Linked DNA regions of Xenopus laevis: region 2 is linked to region 1. The links are chromatin contacts, called in public Hi-C maps. All regions are on one chromosome and are shown on one strand. The core of a region is the stretch at or near the end of the contact, and the rest is flanking DNA. Distances in the headings are between cores, read along the strand shown.

What was found. Hi-C and Micro-C count contacts between places; a contact is called where the count stands out from the background.
Region 2: a Hi-C map of the XL177 cell line shows a contact between it and region 1, with 1.9 times the contacts expected there. The contact joins the promoter of egfl7.S here to the enhancer-like site in region 1. A contact is called at or near these places in 2 of 4 Hi-C or Micro-C datasets (the XL177 cell line and the XTC cell line).

What each region holds. Positions count from the first base shown.
Region 1 is chr8S:29,372,230-29,374,929 of Xenopus_laevis_v10.1, reverse strand. No RefSeq gene overlaps it. Among protein-coding and RNA genes, the nearest start is that of egfl7.S, 33 kb to the left of the region's middle. Within about 2 kb of position 1,414, at least 1 of the 7 cell types and tissues checked has an H3K27ac peak or open chromatin away from gene starts, as enhancers often do.
Region 2 is chr8S:29,405,273-29,407,972 of Xenopus_laevis_v10.1, reverse strand. egfl7.S (EGF like domain multiple 7 S homeolog) reads right to left here and starts at 1,352. Exons shown (of 10, transcript NM_001086674.1): 1 at 1,198-1,352.

The DNA.
Region 1 (2,700 bases), core at 165-2,664:
ATCGTTTGAATCCCACTAACTACGCATAATTTCGAAGGATTGGTCGGACTTTGCTAAAATCGGTCATTCAGCAAGAGAAGGGACCTTAACACTCAGACAGAGCAATCTCATCAACACTTTTACTGGTGTATATTCATTTACCCGATGAGGTTGAGCTGCCATACTGCTTCAGTTAAACATTATCCATAGACCGCGGGAAACAATGCCCTCTGGTGGCCATGGATACTTGCAGAAGGCTTGCTTAGTTTCACCAGACAGTTAGTACAACCTGCCTAAAGGCTGCCATCCAGTAACATGGACTGCATAGAACACAGTGCCCACTATAGACAATGATACCCTCTGTGCCCATGAACCCCTCTATCTGCACTAGGCTAAATATATCCAAATACCGATACTTACACAGGCTTATTAGCTCAGCAGTGCCAACCTATGCCATTGGTATAATTACTGGCGCACAGCTTGTTTCCGGGGGGGGGGGGGTCTTCTTTCAGATGGAGAAGGTCAGCAAATATACTCCTGCAATGGAAAAGCTGTCTTTGTGGGGTGGAAGGGCAAATGCCACTGAGGGAGGCACAATCCGTATTGTAGAGCAAGATGGGGACAGTAGGGGGCAAGATGGGGACAGGACGTGTGGGTACCAGTTAGTCTGTTAGGAAAAGCAACACAATAAATAGAAAGGTTGTGAAAGAAATGTCCCTGTCCCACGCTTCCCCACTGTATCTGAGCAAATCTTTTCCCCAGGGATAAGACTGCACAGCAGCGCCCCCTACAGGATTCATGTAGATGTAGGGCATTGATGTTCTCATTAGAAAGCCAGAGGTCACCTGTGAAACCTGGGTAAGAGGGTGACCTTCTTTGCTTCCTTCTGACTGCTGAGCTATTAACCTTGTGGCAGCTTCTCTAACCCACCATCAGATAAGGGGAGGTCAGGAAGGAGTGAGGGGTTAAATGAGTGGGAAAGGCTGATTTAACCTGTGTTATGCAAAGGGCCCACTTACTGTAAATCACTGCCAGACCCGACTCCCTACATATTTATCAGCTGCAGAGGGTTTCAGTGGCAGAAAATAAACAACCAAGGGCAAGTGGCTGCTCATTCTGCATAATGACAGAAAATGTCACGCTAAGCAACTTCCCAATATACATTCATTACACATTCTCACTATGGAATCAACGCTGCAGAAGAAAGCCGACTCGGAGGAGAATTGACTTCTGCTACATTTTTCAAATAGTCGGACCCAGACAACTAAAAAGGGATAGACACAGCTTAAAATAGCATTTATATTTATAAATAACTTAAACTCCAATGAAAACAATGAATGAATGTATATTGGGAAATTGCACAGAGCTACATTTTAGGTTAAAAAACTGTTTTGGGGGTAGAAATCCCCATTAAGATGTAGACTTTCTGGTTTAAAGGGCAAGTTCTGCTCATATTGGGCAGAAGAAAAGGCTGTGCCCTGTCTAAACTGTGGGAATACTACACTATGGGAATTCTTCTTTCAGTGTGAGCAGTGGCAGGAAATGGGAAGCATTATTTCTTATAGAGCAAGCTACACAAGAACTTTGCCTTTTGTGTATTTATAGCTGGTTACTATTCTGCTTGGCTGGTGGGTTTGCTTGAATTAGAATATGGTAAAATATCATGAGGGGCAAAGCTATTTTTGGGGCCCCAGGAGCTTGGCTGCCTGTACTTAAACCTGCATATCTGCCACAGAAGCATATAATGAGCGTTCTATATGGATGTTTTGTTAAATCACGCTGACATACTGTACAAATAGGCTTAAAGTCATAATGGGCTTTTGGTTGGACAGGGACATCCGAGAGATTGATATAGTCGGGAATGGAGACTCTTCTCTGAACTGAAGCTAATGATTAGGAAAATTTTGATGGAGGGGAGCCAGATTGTGCCTCTGTCCCCTCCTTTTACATGCATTCCTTCTGACTGGCGCACAGCAAAACCTTCCCGACAGGTGGGAGATTTCCATTCACAGACCATTCATCATAATCCGGCTGCTATCAATGGTCAGAAGGGACGATCCCTGTCTTCTCCTGCATCAGCACTTACTGGGGAGATGCTTTTCTTGGCTTCTGAAACTTCCAAGGTGTTTATAATGAGCATAACATTCATTTCAGCCACAAGGTGGGCTGCATATATGTGCCAGATGCATGGGTCGTTATACATCATTCTGTTCATACTTCTGCTTTTATAATGAATATATTCATCGCAGAATGTATAATTCATTAATTTCTCATTATATATTCCTTCAGCTTCAATGAAGATGTTGCAGTTTCAGTTTTGCCTAAGCTTCCAATTTAGCAGGAACAGACCCCTAAGTTTGCTCATAGCCTGTACAGAGAGATCCCATTAAACTATGGCAGCATAGGTATTCCCCTGTACTAAGCACAATTCAGCAGGAACAGACCCTAAGTTTACTCATAGCCTGTACAGAGACATACCATAATAAAACTATGACAGTATAGGTATTCCTCTGTACTAAGCATAATTCAGCAGGGACAGTCCCCCAGAGTTTACTCATAGCCTGTACAAAGAGATCCCATAAAACGATAGCAGTGTAGGTATGGCTCGTGCTCCCCCCACCTCTGGATGCACACGTGACACCCCTCTTCCATTCTGCACAGCTCCAGTGGGCCCCAAGGGAGTGTGATTGCACCCCTAGTGGTTACGCCACCGTGTGGCAG
Region 2 (2,700 bases), core at 103-2,602, 33 kb before region 1:
TGGTGCTTACAGCTCCCAGAATCCCCTGCACGGCAGCCATGCTGGATGCACAGTGCTCATGAGAACACGTGAATTTGCCTGGAAAGGCCTGGCAGGGATTTCCAACAACAAAACCAATACTGAGAGTGGATTATCTTTCTTCTAAACAAGACAAAATAAAGCCAATTGCAACCTGCTCTTTACTGATGACTAAACCCCCTTTCCCCTTTTACCTAAGCAAGATATTTGCTTACCAGATGAACCAGATGATTAGCAGGGGCTAGTTTCCCTTAAAACTGCCATTTGGGGATGAGACGGACAAGCCTGGTGCTCACAATCTTGTTATTGTCTGACTCCTGTATGCGTGAAATTTAAATTCTGACATATGTAAACCCTCTACTCTGCTCTCCCAGGGGCCCCGGGGACACATCCATTGTGCGATGCGGCCTGGAGATATCAGACACGTTTATGGTGCGTGGAGCATTATTTGGGAAATGCAGCAAAGTAGCAGTAATTGCTGGCGCTCCCATAGGGACGTTTATACAAATGCAAAGGAATGAATTCTTGAACAGGAGGGGGCTTGTTGCATAAAGGAAGGACTGGCAGCTTTAACCCTTCCCTCCCTGGATGGAGAATGTGTTCATTAATACCCCCCAAAGCTCATATGAAAGCATGGGCCGGCAGGAACTCTGGCACCCCTTTAAAAACTCTAAAAAATGAAGACCAATTGAAAAGTTGCTAAGAACTGCCAATACTAAAAGTTAACTTAAAGGCAAACAATCCCTTTAAAAATGCGCAAGCCAAGCCACGCCCAGGAAAAAAGCCGCAGCCCAGAATGCATAGTTTGACAGATGAGATACCTGACAGCACTTAATAGGGTGCAGTACTCAAAGTATGGGTGCAGCTCTGCTCTCACAGAGACTCACCACTAGGGGGGGCAGACCAATCAGAGAACTTCTAAAAAAACTTCTCTCCACTACAGATTAGCACTCACTCAGCACTTTTTCCCTGATACCGGTGACAGCAGCAAAGGATCAAGGTTCCAAAGGTAGGGTTTAACCTCTTTAATCCCTTCCTTCAGGCAGCCAGAAAGACTAATCCCATACAAGAGAGGCACTTTGATTGCAGACAGAGAAAAGAGAAAGAAACTTGGCAGAGAATGCTGGGAATTGTAGTTATCCAGGGCTGATTCCTACATGCAATTTCCATCTCACTCACCGATACTCCAAAGGGAAGGCTCCAGTTAAGGCAGACACAAAGAGGTTAATCTTTCTTGCTGTGGATCCCTTTAAATCCCACGTGTGCCTCTGTAAGGGCACAGACAGCCTCGGTGCATTTGGGAAATGGCCTCTTTGCACTTTGCTTGTGCAATCTGAAATATACATTGATCTGAAAGTGACAGGCAGTTCCCGGGGATCCCATCCCCCACATGCAAGGAGGAAAGCCCCCCTTCCCTCTTCCAATTGGATGCAGGACCGGGCTTTCCCTGACATCATATGGAATTTATCCCACCTGACCCGCACTGCTGTCCCCCCTTTTCACCGATCAGCTGAGAGGGGCAGAATGGAAGGGTCAAACTGGGATTCTGGGCTAAGAACCCCCCCAATATCTGAGCTGAGCAAGATAATACTGAGAGGACAGGAGCATCTTTAAAGGGAAAGCAAAGCCCTAGATCTGGCCACAAGGAGGTACCAGTCTCTCTCTGATTAAATTCAACTGGTTTCCAGTAAAAAAAGAAAAGAATGAGGAAATTTATGAACCCTGCTAACCTGAAGCCTAGGGCAACTATCCACAAAACTTATAGCCTGAGTAAAGTCTCCACCATATAGAGTTTCCCCAAGAGTGCTGCAGCAGCTGAGAAGCTCATGGAACCTAAGCACTCCCATAATAATAAACTCTGTTAAGATAAGTATTTTGTGATTCGTCTTTACTTCCCCTTCCATTGCTTTCCATTGCTTTATTTATATTTAATGATTTTAACGTTCGGTGTAAATGTAACTACGACGGCATGAGACAGTGTAGCAGAAGTTATGCACGAAGAAGCATTGTTGCAGGAGTCAGAACCATCAGCACATAACCTTAAACCCGGTGAGAATGAGGCATGAATGGATACTGGGATTTGCTTACAATGAGATCATCGTTCATTAGGCAAAAGTTAATTTATGGATAATGGATGTGCCAAACGCCAATGTGTAGCTTCACATACTTTAAATTTTCCCATCTGTCAGTGTCCGCAGCTTTTCTAATGTAGGCATCAAGGGCCCGATTCCCAGCTGGGGTTATGGGTGCCTAGTGTTTCCTTACATATTAATGAAATCACTTACCTAATTAAGCAGCTTCCTATGACCTAGGAACCCCCCTTAGTGAGCAGAGTGCTAAATGGGTCAGACTCCGGACTGGACTGGATTTCAAATATTTAAAAAAAGAGAGAGTCTTATCCAAATGGATGTGAGCCTCCCATCTGCCTGAAAGGTGTTAGAGATCTGTGCCTTATGCCTGCTTCCCAATTCATCCCAACGGCCATAAAGCAATTTATTCTGGGAACAAAAGGGATTAACAGGTGGCAGTTTCTTCTCAATTCTGCCCATAAGTGACCCTTGCACATTATTTTGGGTGAGCCAGTTATTTGTAACAGGGGTAATAAGAGGGGACTGCCTGCTGGCCAACTGGAATTCCAGTTTACCCTTTAATTATGAGCCTCCAACCCCAGTTCAGTTCCCT